Regions from separate parts of the Gasterosteus aculeatus genome. Here region 2 is linked to region 1. Evidence: chromatin contacts called from public Hi-C data. All regions are on one chromosome and are shown on one strand. The core of a region is the stretch at or near the end of the contact, and the rest is flanking DNA. Distances in the headings are between cores, read along the strand shown.

Region 1 (4,243 bases), core at 269-2,768:
TCCCCCGGTTTATCTCTTAACCTTCCTCCATTACGTTTATCCTCGATCTAATAGTTTCTAAAAGATTTGCCAGTTTAGTTTTCTTTTCCTGGCAGCACATCGCTCTCCCCAGTCGCCTCCCTTTCTCCCAACTGTCGCTTTGGCGGATTTTGGCATCGAGTGCATCTGCATCTCTCGTCATTACACTTCATCCCAGCACCCACCTCCCTTCCCCGCAGACTCTTGTTGCATCCCTTCGTCCTTTTATCTTTCTCACCCCTTCCCTTAAGCAAAGTGGGGCTATTAGACTCACATCATGCGATTGAAAGATAGTGGAAAGACGGAGCCAGCCCGTAACTTTTATCAAACGCGTAGACGCATCAGCAGACGTGCGCACCATTGCAGGGTGACGACTGTGAAAAACTCGTCTCTCATGCGCTTCTCTCATACAACATCAATTCACACTGCAGTGTGTGTGAGAAAGAGCGAGCGATCGCGAGTGTGTGAGCTGGATGTCTGTGCAAATGTACGCGTGTGTGTGAGAGAGGTGGAGTCAGAGCGAACATTGTAAGTTTTCATTGGCTGCAACATTGCGGCGTGTAATGTTGCGTAGCACGCAGGCAGCCAATCGGGAGGTCCCCATACGCTCCGTTTTATGAATGAGACGGCATGTATGCGAAGTACACACACACACACACACACACACACACACACACACACACACTCTGGGTGAGAATACTCCGCAGTGATGTAATACAATCACACAAAGCAGTCGACGCGCTTGTAACTAATGCAGTAGGAACTGAATCAGAACAGTTAAGCAATGTTTCTGCTAAATTTTGGAATAACATCAATTGATATTCTGGAAAATGTATATCAAATTTAAAAAAACAAGAAGAAAAGCAATTTTCTGGAAACGTTGCATGCTATTTATACCTGTGGTACCAGTCTAAATAAAATATCCAAACATGCCGAATGTTTTTCTCCCTTCTTTGAAAATGCATCTAGTCTCCCAATCCTAAATTAATGATGCATTTCATACCAATCATAATTGGTAAGCCGTTCATTGTCTAAATGGTGTAAAATAATACTGTATGAAACGCGCCGGGCGTAGCACGAATACTTGCTCATCAATAAAAAGCACACATCCTCTAGCTCTGTAAGCCATATCCTCCAACCGTTTGTGTCCAAACCAGGAACTGAGAACGCCTCATTTGGCTGACATTGTGTACTGGGGAGTAATTTTGCCTAACCGGTATGTAAATTCATAACTGAAGTGCTGTGTGTGCGGCTGGCAGGCAGAGAGGACATTGGGAGGGGAGCAGAGCGGCCAAAAACAATCAAAATATCCTGGTGTGACTTTCCATGAAGGGTGTTTGAGTGTCTGTGTGTGCACGTGCATGTGTGTGCGCGCACCCATATGCGAGCATACACGCCTTTCTATGAAGTCACTATTTGGCACAGTGCTCTGCTGCTCAAGAGGGGGGTTGGTGGGTAATGTGTAGCAGTTTAGTGCCACGAGTAAACAGTGCCCTCTTTGGTTGCACAGAGGAACAGAAGCTGAGCGCGAGCCGCGCTCAACACGCACGGGGAGTCAAGCCAGGGTACAGGGTACAGGGCACAGGCACCTGGAAAGGTGAAAGGTGGAAAACAAAGTACGGGGTGGACCTTCCTCAGGTTGCTCAGAATTACGAAACATTTAATTATATTTTATGAATAAATCAACTTGCTGGCAAGTAATTCCCATCAACTGGCAAAGCACAAAGACATTGGAGGAGAAAAAATACCCATCTCCTAAATATCATATTGAGAATAAATATTGTTATGATAGTGCCATGTTGCTCTCAGACTCAAGAATGAGGAGCACCCCCCTCCCCAACCAATCTTTGTAACCTCTAGCCACTTTACACTTAACCTTAATCAATAAGCCTTATTATGTAAAACTCTTCATGTCTGGTGATGTCATCACAAAATATTGATTTCAGTAAGAGCATTCGAGCAACATTAATGACCCCATAAGATGCTGTGCAGCCTTCATGGACTGAAAGTTACAACTTTTGAAACTATGAATGAGAACACAGAGCATCTTTCTCCAGAAGGATGACCTCATCCTGATATTGCGGCGATGCAGTCTTTCAACAAAAGGCTCTTCCAGTAAGCGAAGGATGCCACCTACAGGCCACCAGAAGAACTTCTACTATGTCTACCAGGTGATGTCATAGTTTGAGAGTTGGCGAGCAGATGAAAGAGGGACAGGGGCGGGAGGGGGGGTGTGAAAGAGAAAACAGGCAAGAAGGATGTGAGGGAGGGGGAGAAGGTGATGTCATGTTTGCAGAGCCGCAGAGGCCGTCTTTGTACGAACTCTTTGATTAAACTCAGCAGATCGGCACTGCGGATACGAACAACAGAGGCGTCCGTCTCATATTCATTGGATATTTTCATTTGTAGGACACGGTTCAACCAACTCAACGTCCCACTTTTCAGTCTATACACCACCTCCTTCAGAAGCCCAATTCAATCCACTCTCCACAATTCACTCCCAACAATTTCATGGCATTCTAGACAATTGCATTGCATTCCATACTATACCATTCAAAACAATCACCACCTGTGCTGAGTGTAATCTCCCCTGATTCTGGCCATGACAGGCAATTTCTCCTTCCAACAACCTCAGTGAAAAACACTGGAATGAGAGTATACATACACACACAAAATAAATCATTTTCTTGATAATTTCTTACGGAGTTGAATAAAATAAAGAAACACGATAAGAATCGTCGATAAGGATCTCTATGTGGTCACTCCATGGCCTTACTTTAAAGAGCAGAGAAGGACACAGAAAGAAAGCCCAATCCAGAGATTAGAACGATTCAATATCCATAAAGGAATGCTTCAATCTTCCAAGTGTGTCACATTACACCTTCTTTGTCTTGAAATAAGTCTTCCTGTGCTGAGGTCCTTCAGACTCCCAGAAGCCATGTAGTGTAATCACAGTCTGAAACAGATTTTTCTCAACCAGAAATTCAAAGCGGGAAGAGAAAACAACCAACTATAAAAATAAAAAAAAGTCTCCCATAAACTCTCCCTGAAAGACAATGGCTAGCAGGCTACTATATTCATTTATACATTTTTCTGCACTGCGCAGCTTCTGTCAAATTTCGGTCCCGCCCCGGTACTCTTCACTCCAATAGATATCTAGCGTACTTGGTGGATTTATGTAATCTAAAACAACAGGGTGAGACAGCATAGTAGACAGAAATGTGGAAAGAATTGTTGCCAAAAAGAGAAAAGCAGCATAATGGGAGCTAGCCGTTTAAACGTATAAAAGTTGATCGTTGATTGACACAAATAACACCAGTTACTGCACTTCGAAAAGGAAGTAACGTGACACAGCATTTCTGCTACTAATGTTTTCACCATCACAGCAATAGCACTCAATTGACATCTTGGTATCAAATTATATGGAAAGCTAATGAATTCATCAATATCCTTTTGTCCCGATGTTTTAATACAGTTTGATATTTCCAGCTCTCTTCGAAGGACATGTGCGGCCCTCCCCCTATGAAAAAGTCTGGAATAAAAAAAACATGCGCAAATGTGTCTTTGCATGCGTGCATGCATGTGTCACTCGCACCAGCAGATAAAGTAGCAGCGCATTACCTACCGCCCTCCTGGCCCGACTACTGCCACCCCCTCCCCTGAAGTTGTAAACCTAGTGGAAACACTACATGTGTGCTGGAACTTCACTCTTAAATTCCTCCAAGTGGAGCACATAAACCTAAATTTACATTATTTGTCAGTAGAAACATTTCCCTTATAGTGCAACAGTTAAACTTGCTATATTAGTAAAAAGTACAAACACACATTGCTGGGAACGGATACTTGCAGTGAAGTGAAGATTTGGTATCCAGGGATTCACCACTGACTATCCGATCAACAACACGGCCACAATTTAGTACATTGACTATTCATGGTGCAAGACAGTACACCTGTGTACATGATCCGGATGGTAACGTCTACCTCCATTTGAGCAAGAAACAATCTTCACAATTGAAATAGATTGAAGGTCAAACAATGAACACAATTGATATAAAGCCTGCGTAAATGGTTTGACAAAAGGATTAAACAGACACACGTTGAGTCCGTTCTGCCTTCATTTGATGCTCAAAAACTGGTCATGGAGGGAGATGGTGAGGTTTTACATGTAACCAAGCTCACAGAGCTGGAATCAAACTGGGGACATTGCAGTAATGAGCCATGCACT
Region 2 (4,139 bases), core at 975-3,474, 73 kb before region 1:
CCTGAGAAATGTGGTAATAACACATATTGCATTGAAATATGAGACAATGGTATCAGTTGTGGATGTGTTTTTTGCCGTGTGAAACACACTTAGAAAGCCATCATACTGTGGTGCTATAAGCCAATTTATACCCCACTTTCATTGTTTACTTCTTGCTGATCCAAATCAGTCTTTGCGGAAATCCACAGTACACAAAATATGCCACATGGCAGAAACTTTAATCCCTGTAGGTATCTAAAGGGCATTTGTTTTGTGGCACTGCCAAAAAGCTGAAAGGGTTCAAACAAGGGCTGCGTAGATTAAACGGCCCAATTAATCTCTCTCCTCCTCCAGCCTCCCAAGTCTAGACTTCAAAGCAGACTAACTTTAAAACTTTAGTAGCTTTTTCTTTTCCCCCCTATACACGGGTGTGTGTGTGTGTGTGTGTGTGTGTGTGTGTGTGTGTGTGTGTGTGTGTGTGTGTGTGTGTGTGTGTGTGCGTATGTGCTTACTCGTTGGGCTTATTGAAACAATCCAAGTTACTGGTTTTGAACCAGTAACTTGGATGTAAGGGCAGAAATCAAAGGCTTTCTTTCAGAACTCGGTGATATGAAAATGAACAACACAGGAGGGAAAAGGGGAAACTGTGCAGAAAATGATTAGAACATCAGCAGCTTACAGTGTATAATGTGAAACGTGAAACACTGATCATTCTGTCCCTCTTTTCTTACTGAATATGATGTAAGAATAGAAACAAATCCGAGAAGTGTTCTTTTTCCTATTTTTCCTAGTTCCTAAAAAGATCACAAGATTGAAACGGGGGACCTCAACAATAATTGTTTTTTTGAGGGGAAGTTGTTTATTTCTTCATTTACTATCTGGTCCAGCAACAAAAACAAAAAGTATGAATTTTATTTTGTATCTTTTGTGATACAAACTACATGGAGTAACAAGGACAAAGCTGGTATGTAAACAACGGAGCAGAAGTGTGCTCGGGAAAGGAAGCACACACACGCACACACACACCCTCAGTGGCATTTTGAGAGGAAGAACTAAAAGCCAAATGTGAGTCAGAGGACTTACAGCAGTTAAACATTTTAACAGGCACAAGCCTGCTTTGGGTGTGTGTGTGTGTGTGTGAGAGAGAGAGGGGGAAGGGGGCGAGACTGCTGTGTGTAAAGACAACCAGACAATAACAAGGCCAGTGAGCAGAGCACATGGTCTGGGTGTGAATCTAAGTGTCCTACTGCCACCTATTGGCTGAAGGTGGAGCTGCTCTCCCCTCCCCCACACAGACACACATGGCCTTCATGTGAGAGAAAAGACAAAAAAGAGAGAGGGTCAGAGGAAGAGAAACGTTTGACAGAAGAAAAATGAGACTAGGGCAAATTAATGTTTAACGGAGAGAAACTGATATTAAGCCTATCACCTCCAAATCAACTTTAAAATCTGAGCGATACGTCACCTATTGCTCACTTCAAATCTTACTATTCTTCTATAACTTGTATTACTATAACATTTGCCATTTGTTACCTTCGCTGAACTTCACTCCTGTGCCCTGAAAGGGTCTCACACACACGCCTTCTCTGCTGTGACAAAACAAAATGAATGTTGTACTGTATCAACGTCACACCGTATCATTTATTGAGTACTTATTCATATAGTTTACATTTTATGTAGTCACCCTAAACTGTAGTTAAGACTGTGTATAGCATTGTAGATTTATTATAGAGCCCATTATAGAGTATAGGGAGGTACAATGGTGCTTTTAAATAGCGGCGCTGTGGTGAAGACTACACACGTTAGTTCTTAAGAGTCATCAACACCACTAAAACCACGTTCACAGCTCAAGATATACGACACATCGAGCAGTACAACGGAATACGGAACATTTAGTACCACTGAGATATATACCGCAACAGGGGGAGAATACTACAGTCAAAAAGTACGACGCTCACCAGAGGCTTTAATGTATTTTGATATCGTGGAGAGGGAAGAGGTGTGGAGACAAGTTCACAGAGGACAGAGCAGATGGTGTCTGCTGGATTTACACAATCTCTCTCACACACACACACACACACACACACACACACACACACACACACACACACACACACACACACACACACACACACACACACACACACACACACACACACACACACACACACACACACACACTGGTGACATAATAGCAGCATGCCAGGTGTGCAGTTGGTGGCCTGCAGTCTGGCATTGACTGGGAGTTGCGAGTGTGTGTTCGTGTGTATCCCGTGCTCCCTTTGTGTGAAACGGGGCCCCCTATTCACTCGTCTCCGCTGCCAGCTTGGCACTAAATCACAGGACGAGACGCAACACGCGCACAAACAAACACGCGTGCACGCGCACGCACCGCCCTGTGTTGCCTTTTTATCCAGCCCGCGGAGGGAGAATGAAAAGAGGGCAAACAAGAAGACAGCGGCAGAAAAGCGAGTGAAAGATGGCGGCAGTTAATTTGAACTTCTAGAGAAAGAGCCGAAGAAAAGATATTTAATATGCTCCCATAACGGGAAAGAAAGAAAGAAAAGAAGCAGTCTCTCCTTTCTTTACTGAGTCAGTGACTCCCGTCCAGTTAGCAGAAACTGAGACTGTTCACAGACACACGTGATAAAAGACACACACACACACACACACACACACACACACACACACACACACACACACACACACACACACACACACACACACACACACTGAGCAGCGGTAGAGGTGAGACTGCAGACGGGGCCCGAGGACACGCGGTGCCGGTGCGCGTGGGCCCTAAATACTCGTCTAGTGAGTGTATATGAAGCCGGTGGTCTGTTTGGTCTCAAGCTAGTGACAACAATGACGCAACCAATGGGATATTTACACGGAGACCAGGAGGGACAGAAGACGCAGCGAGACGGACAGCGGCCCGTCAGCGAGAAACAGACTGCAGGAGCTGAGGGATGATGCTGCATCTTAATTGCGGCCACTGTGATTGAGGAACAAAAACTGGTTCTCAATCACTCCACTGCAACCTGCCATGGCAGCAGAACAAGGAGGGTCCACCTACAACGCGTAGAGGCAGTCCAGCTGCCTGTGGATGAACGGGACGCATCAAGCCGGCAAACAGCGGACAAACCATCAGAACGCGTTGGGAGATTAACCTTTCTTTGGTATCCATACAGAAGCTACAATAAATAAAACCACCTACTACTTGTACGTTTTACATCAGAAAAAGCACAAGAAGATCAGATTAATAATAATACTGTACATGTGTTTATCTATTCATTCAAATGAGAAGTGGTGTCCAAACCTTTGACTGGTAGCGTGTATATATATATATATATATATATATATATATATATATATATATATATAGTATTATTAATACTAACAAGCCTAATACTATTAACATTGGCTTTGCCGCTATGGCACAGAGCCTCATTGTTACACCCAAACTAAATGAGGTTTTGATTAATGTTATTAATTACACCTCAATCTCAATCAAATGTCTACTGTGAACCCCCCCCCCCCCATTGAATTAACAACAAGTAACAAAGGGACGTGCATGGATCTGCAAAAGCTTCTAATTTCACTCAAAACGTTTTTTTAATTTAATGTTGTCCTATTGGAAAGTATTGAAGACAAACTAAAGACTAATCCACAGCTCCTCCGGGACCTGGAAGATGTTTGCCATAAAAGTCAGAGTAGTACAGAACAGTATACTTGGTATGCTGAGAAAGCAACACACACACACACACACACAGCCACAGGCCGGATTCTGTTGGACAGGCCTCCTCGTTTCACATAAGCTTCCTGCCAGCACAATCCTGTCTTCTGTACACAGGTTTCATGCAGACACACTTGTTGTACATTTGGTTGCAGAAATGGAGAAGGAGCCCGTACAATGTTAAGAGTTTACCCAGAGTCTGTCATGCTCAATGCATTAAACTCCACAGACGCAGTTAAACACATTAGGTCAAGTAATGGAAGACTTGTTATCAGTTCATGATGCTTCGTTAAAGGTGACATACGCTTGAGCTCCGCTGTGTGTGTGTGAGAAAATCTGTTTTGAGTTTGTTGGCTACACAAATGCCAGATTATGAAAAACGCTTGTAGCAATCTGAACCCTGCAGAAAAGCACACATGGAGAA

The links. A called contact is a pair of places that touch in the nucleus more often than the background predicts.
Region 2: a contact with region 1 is called in a Hi-C map of liver, with 2.3 times the contacts expected there. The contact joins two enhancer-like sites. A contact is called at or near these places in 4 of 6 Hi-C or Micro-C datasets (liver, skeletal muscle, tail fin and 1 more).

Annotation. Positions count from the first base shown.
Region 1 is chr20:12,560,471-12,564,713 of fGasAcu3.hap1.1, reverse strand. The region is part of intron 3 of cdkal1 (CDK5 regulatory subunit associated protein 1-like 1); the gene reads right to left. Among protein-coding and RNA genes, the nearest start is that of cdkal1, 5.9 kb to the right of the region's middle. Within about 2 kb of position 1,518, at least 8 of the 9 cell types and tissues checked have open chromatin away from gene starts, as enhancers often do. A contact at or near this core is called in liver, where this site is marked.
Region 2 is chr20:12,634,241-12,638,379 of fGasAcu3.hap1.1, reverse strand. The region is part of intron 8 of cdkal1 (CDK5 regulatory subunit associated protein 1-like 1); the gene reads right to left. Among protein-coding and RNA genes, the nearest start is that of cdkal1, 80 kb to the right of the region's middle. Within about 2 kb of position 2,224, at least 7 of the 9 cell types and tissues checked have open chromatin away from gene starts, as enhancers often do. A contact at or near this core is called in liver, where this site is marked.